2 separate regions of the Zea mays genome follow, and region 2 is linked to region 1. A link is a contact called in public Hi-C data. All regions are on one chromosome and are shown on one strand. The core of a region is the stretch at or near the end of the contact, and the rest is flanking DNA. Distances in the headings are between cores, read along the strand shown.

Evidence for each region. Hi-C and Micro-C count contacts between places; a contact is called where the count stands out from the background.
Region 2: a contact with region 1 is called in a Hi-C map of ear, with 2.1 times the contacts expected there. The contact joins the promoter of LOC103625860 here to the promoter of LOC100276491 in region 1. A contact is called at or near these places in 2 of 25 Hi-C or Micro-C datasets (ear and leaf).

What each region holds. Positions count from the first base shown.
Region 1 is chr5:6,374,441-6,377,539 of Zm-B73-REFERENCE-NAM-5.0, forward strand. It overlaps LOC100276491, which reads right to left and starts at 1,734. Exons shown (of 2, transcript NM_001150265.2): 1 at 1,028-1,734. The coding sequence starts at 1,564.
Region 2 is chr5:6,732,134-6,735,423 of Zm-B73-REFERENCE-NAM-5.0, forward strand. It overlaps LOC103625860 (mitogen-activated protein kinase kinase kinase 5), which reads left to right and starts at 1,732. Exons shown (of 11, transcript XM_008646257.3): 1 at 1,732-2,310. The coding sequence starts at 1,781.

The DNA of each region.
Region 1 (3,099 bases), core at 484-2,983:
TTATTTAGGAGGAATCAATGTATGGCGGGCGTCATACCCCGCCAGTGGGTCCTCTGCCCCTGTATGGCTTTATGCATTAATAATACCGTGAAGTTCTTAACAGGTAATGGAAGGGACTAAACATAATAGCAAGATCATTGCAGCAATACTTAAACCCCTCCAAAAAGAACCATAGGCTTCACTCCATAACCAAAGCAGATCTCCATGTCCTGTTATCCTATTCATGCTCTTCTCCATTATAGTCAGCAAAGCCAGCAATACTCACAGTACATGACAAGCCAGAAAAACAGCATTTATTTTATGTGTCACCAGTCGTTCCATCTTGTTTTTTTTATTGAGCTACATTTGTTCCAATTTAAACAATCAGAAAGTTACATCCACTTCTATCTAAGAAAACCACCATCTATCTAAACTTGCATCAGTAAAATGAGGACAAAAAAGGCAGAAGCATCCTAATTTGAATATCTACAAATACTGCCATCTATCTGTATTCATTAATGACAAATTTCCATATAGCATGCACCAATGATTACCTACTGAAACTTAAATGAACACAATCTATTACACTATGCTTAACCTTCACCATCAATGGTCCGTTACTTAATATCCCCAATTTAGACAAGTTAGAATAGCACCTTGAATCAAGCTGAATTCTGATTCTACACAATACCATACCAATGCGCAATGGCATAAAAAAATTGGGCAAAGCTATCCAAGTGTCACTACAAGTTGAACACACAAAACAAACTAAACAAGGGTCCGTACTGATTTAACATTCAACTACTACAAACAAACAATATAAAGTCATCAGCAACACTAAATACTGGGGTGGGGGATATACAGGTTCAGATATACTTCAACAGTAATAGCTGCTGCTAAATCAACTCAGCTGTTGAACCATAACCATCAAAGCTTTGAGCTAACACAGCTTTTACACCAACCTTTACTCGAAAACTAACATGCAAGCAACCGATCGGGATCGGATGCAAAATCGGGAACAGCGACAGGTCAAAGTCAATCCACTCACCGAAGGTAACTGGAGCTCGACGAGGCTACCGTCCTGGTTGCCAGCAAGCTTGAGCTCCACCGGCCCAACCAGCTCCACGTCCCTGACGCCGGTGTCGAACCCGAACGCGCCTTCGGCGGGGACGACGTCGACCCCGTCCGGCCCATCCACCTCCTCGACGGCCGGCGCGGAGGGGAGTCTCCACTCCACGGCCTCGTCGGAGAACCGCGCCAGCGCCGCCGACCCGCCCGCCCGCGCCCGGAACTCGTACCGCTGCACGGAGCCGACGCGGACGGCGCCGGCGTCGAGCGGCCAGACCCTGACCTCGGCGTCCGGATCCCAGTCGTACTTCTCCGAGACGGCGTCGATGACCTCCTCGAGGAAGGTGGGCTCCGGGGCCAGGTCCTCCAGCTCCGGGTCGGCGGAGGTGGAGGCGGAGCCGTTGGAGGAGGCGGTGAGGAAGGAAAGCGAGGCGCAGGCGGACGGCGAGGGGGCGGAGAGGAGCAGCAGCGCGAGGAGGAGAGAGATTGGAGGGAGGGCCAGGGAGGAGGAGGCCATGGAGGGTCGGAGGATTGAGGAAGGGTAGGTCTCCTGGCGGGTTCTCTTCCCCGACGAAGGGATCTCCTCGCGAAGGATGAGGATGGTGGTGGTGGTTGGTGCGCTCGTGGTATACGCCGTAAGCACAGGCTGACGTGTGAGCCCGGTGAGCGAGATTGATAAAATGCTCGGGTCGTCTGGCAGGCTTGTTTGGAAGACAAACAAGCCCAAAACGGCCTTTCGCGCAGTTGGGCCGAGCCGCCGCTGGCCTTTTGCAGAAGCAGCGACAATTGGGAACGTGTTATATAGCTGTACATTGCTGATTGGGACCATGTCTCCTCGGTGCGTGCACTGACTCTCAACGCACGAGAGATTGGCACCGAAATTCCTCGACGCAAAAGCTCCAACGTACACACTAAGGTCCTGTTTGGAATCGTAGTATTTTTGCAGTTTTGAAACAATACTATGGTATTTGATGATACTATAGTATTGGAGCTCAAAAGGTGTTTGGTTTGTATAGTCAAAACTCAGTTTTAAATATCATGGTTTACGCAAAACTGTGGTATTTTTGGAGTTTTTGAAACTCCACTCATGACCTCGGTTTTCTTCTCTTCTCTCTACATATACTTTGTTTTTCCAATAGAACCAAACAGATCTCGGTTTTGAACAATACTGTAGTTTTACTGTGGTAAAGCAATACCGTAGTATTTTTGTCATGTACAATTGTAAACTATGGTATCTCAAAACTACAGTATTTCAAAACTACATTCCCAAACAGGCCCTAAGGCTCTGTTTGGAATCGTAGTATTTTTGCAGTTTTGAAACAATACTATGGTATTTGATGATACTATAGTATTTGAGCTCAAAAGGTGTTTGGTTTGTATAGTCAAAACTCAGTTTTAAATACCATGGTTTACCCAAAACTGTGGTATTTTTGGAGTTTTCGAAACTCCACTCATGACCTCGGTTTTCTTCTTTTCTCTCTACATATACTTTGTTTTTCCAATATAACCAAACAGATCTCGGTTTTGAGCAATACTGTAGTTTTACTATGGTAAAGCAATACCGTAGTATTTTTGACATGTACAATTGTAAACTATGGTATCTCAAAACTACAGTATTTCAAAAATGCATTCCCAAACAGGCCCTAAGTGGCAGGACCATGAAAAAGACAAGATTTTCTTAAGCTTAAATTACTGTAGGGAGGGCCTACAGTATTTTTATTGCTTAGTCAAAATAAAAAATAGAAAAACAATTACAGGGAAGTAAACTAAAAATTACAATACATAGCACTGAATCTAGGTCCTAATTTTATCCCCTATCTCTAGTTTGACTCAGTGACACAGTAGACGCAATTCTGTTTTGAACATTTCCCGACATTCATCCACCATGGGCGGGATCTCATTAAACACCCAATTATTTCTACTTTTCCAAATGCACCAGATTAGAAGGATAATAGCTTCTAGTCTCCATGGGACCTGCCAGCTTCTTCTAATCCTTAAAATGGTGTAGCATGCGTTGCTTCCAACACCACATAGGTCTATCATCATTCTTTA
Region 2 (3,290 bases), core at 482-2,981, 360 kb after region 1:
CGACAGCCCTCAGCAGCCAACCTCTCACACCCACCATGGCTGGTCGTTGCGATCAAAAACCTTCAGCAGTTCAGCCCGCCGTCCGTCCATGGCCGACAGTCCTAGCCATAGCATGTTGTCCTCTGCCCATCCTCTTCCGCCAACCGGCCTCGGTCGCATCACGCAGAGCTAAATCCAGGAAGGCTGCCTCCGACGCCTTCCGGTCTCTTCCGCCTGTGGCCTGTAGCCTCCGCCCACATGGTGTAGTTGCTTAGAGCCATACAAAAAAAAATTCTTGTCCTCCGCCACTGCCACTGTCTGGGATTGTTTCACGACAGATGAAGTTGAAGCCGTCACTATACCAAACGAGCCTTTTATCAACGACATGTATTGTATTTGAGAAAGTAACAAAAGTTTTTTTAAGGGATAGTTTAGGAACATCGTTTTTCCAAGGGATTCAATTTTCCCAAGGTAAAATGAACTAATTTTTCTTTGAAAAATTGGAATCGGGAAAGCGGTGTTCCAAAAAAAAGGACGAAGGGAAAAGTTGCATAGAGAAAAACGAAACGGGAAGGAAGCCAAGTACAGTGCATATGCATACTACGTGATGTGTGTGCACTGTGCATCCCAGCGGCATTGACTCGCTGGACTCCTTTCGCCAAAATCGCGTGGCCAACGAATAGGGATGGCAATCGGGTAGATAGGCAGATAGTATGTGGATATATAGTTCACGAACCTATACCCGCTAGACAAAACTCAATTCATATTTATACCTATAAACATTCGTGGGTATGGATCTCTACTCATACCCGTACTCGTCGGGTATCCGTTATCCAGTAGATATCTGTTGCCCGCCCGCCCATTACAATTTTAGCATTCAACATCGAACAACAATTTTATCACATTTCAAAAACAATTATCATTACATCATCATCAAATAATAATTTTAGCATCAATCAACATGCCACAGATAAAAATTGAAAATTAGAAATTAGGTTAATATATTAAATCTGGATGACCCACATGTCAAATATCCATTAGGTAATGGGTATGAATACTGGATATCCGTACTCGCAAAAAAAAATATCCACAGTTATCTTATTATTCATAATTGTACACACGGATACCAAATTTTACCATAACTATATTCAATAAATAATTATCCGTAGTTATTTATCCATACTCGTATCCACTGTAAGACTAGCTCCAACAAAAGCTCTAAAGGGTCCTGTACCCTAAATTTAGAGGATGAGAACGTCCTCTACTCCCTCCAGCAACGTTCTCTAAACGGTCCTCTAAATTTAGAGAACACTGTTGGATCCTCTATATGTAGAGTTTCTCTAAACGGTTCTCTATCTATTTGAATACTTTAAACAACCGGTTTAATAAAACTAAAATATGTATAATACATTTGAGAGTATGACAAATACGTATGTACAAAAATTAAAAAATTAAAAATGTCTTTAATATAGGTATTTACATATGGAGGACGTGATTTAGAGGACGTTGTTGGAGAGAAAGTAGATATAGGAGATAAAATTTTTAAAGAAGACTGTAAAGGATAGATATAGATGATGTATATGTAATACGTTGCTGGAGACAGTCTAATCCCGCCGATAGCCTCCAAGACGGAGCTGGTCTCCCAAAAAAAACAACTAAGAACTAACCAACCCCGACTCCCGCCCGAGACACCAGTGAGAAAAAGACAAAACGGCGGGGGGTCTTCCCTCCCTCCGCGACACCATCTCCGCCACCTCATGATCACTAACGTTTCCCTCTTCTACCCATTAGCGACTTCCCGATGTGCTGGTGGAAGCGCTACTCCTCCCCCTCCCTCTCCTCATCATCCATGCCCGCTTCCCCCGCCCGCGCTTCCACCCTCCGTCCCATATTCGGTTGGGGCAGCGGCCCTAGCTCCCGCCGTGATGGCAGCGGGGGCAGCAGCGAACCGCAGCCGCGGCTGATCAGAGCCCGGTGGATGCGCTACGTCGTCGATGACCTCGAGGTCGGGGTATCCGCGCTCGGCGTGGACTCTCCGGTGAGGAGGGACGCGGCGGCGGGGTTTGGGCTTGCGACCGTGAGCTCCACGCCGATCTCGAAGTCTCCGAGTAACATGGAGGTGGCGCCGGCGAGACCCTCGTCGACCCCCGTGCTGCTGCCGCATCCGCTGCCCCTTCCAGTCGAGGGGGAATCGACGTGCCGGGGTCCTGGGAGGTTGCTTCGGTCACCGGCGCCAAGGATGCTCGACGGGGAGTGGAACGGGCCTGCAGCGGACGCTCCCGGGGTTTTAGAGACTGGGAGCGAAAGGATGACGGCGTTACTCGCACGGAGGTGATTAATTCGTACTATACTTGTAAACGTTATGTTTTATTGCCATTTATTATTCAAGTAGATTATATTGTCTGCAAGGATATCACCCTCACAGCTTGAGGATTCCAGAGTCGGGCTATGATTTCTATTTACTACCAATATTTACATTTCAAAAAGGATAACACCATTTACTTGTATTGTGTCACCATTGAGGTGTTAAACACTTAGGCAGTTAGGCGGGTAGAGTATCTTGCAGAGAATGGCAACAGTTTTTATGGTGCCTATGGTTCAGCGATGTATCCTTGGCTGCAGAGTATGGTGATTTTGAAGATATGGATACCATGGTTCAGGGATTGGATATACATATACACGAGTTGAATTGTGATTTAGCAACTTGAGTTAGTTGTAGGGTGTTACTAGCTAAGGGTTTATTGGGAGACCATGACATCAGCCATCAGGTCATATTAGGATGATGCATCGTAAAATTATATTTGTTGTGTATATTGAGTTATCATGATTTTTGCACGCGATGCTTTCATTATTGATTTGCACATATAATATTCCTAAAAGATGCAAATCATGAATTCTTAACTCTTCCTGTTTAGATCCTTCGAATTGAACTCCATTGTAATAATCGTAATTTAGGCATAGATCAATTAAGCTAATATGATTTTAAGCAGAATATATTTGTATACCATTGTTGGCCATATGAGAGATATTTATGTGCAACATTCGTACTATAGTCTATAGGGGAGCGAGTTGAAGAGTGTGTTATAAGTTGAAGGGTAGAAACATAGCTTGGTGATATATAAAATCAATTTCCATCCCCCACCCTTTGAATTTGAGATAGATTTATATCTGAACTTTGGAAAGTGGTGGAATGTCAAATTCCAAGCCAAATAGCCTAGTCTATTAATTAGATTCCAATTCCTCCAAAATGAGTGGATCCAAACAACCGTTTTGTGAATTGATTAAATATTGACATGATGAAAATAAGTCAG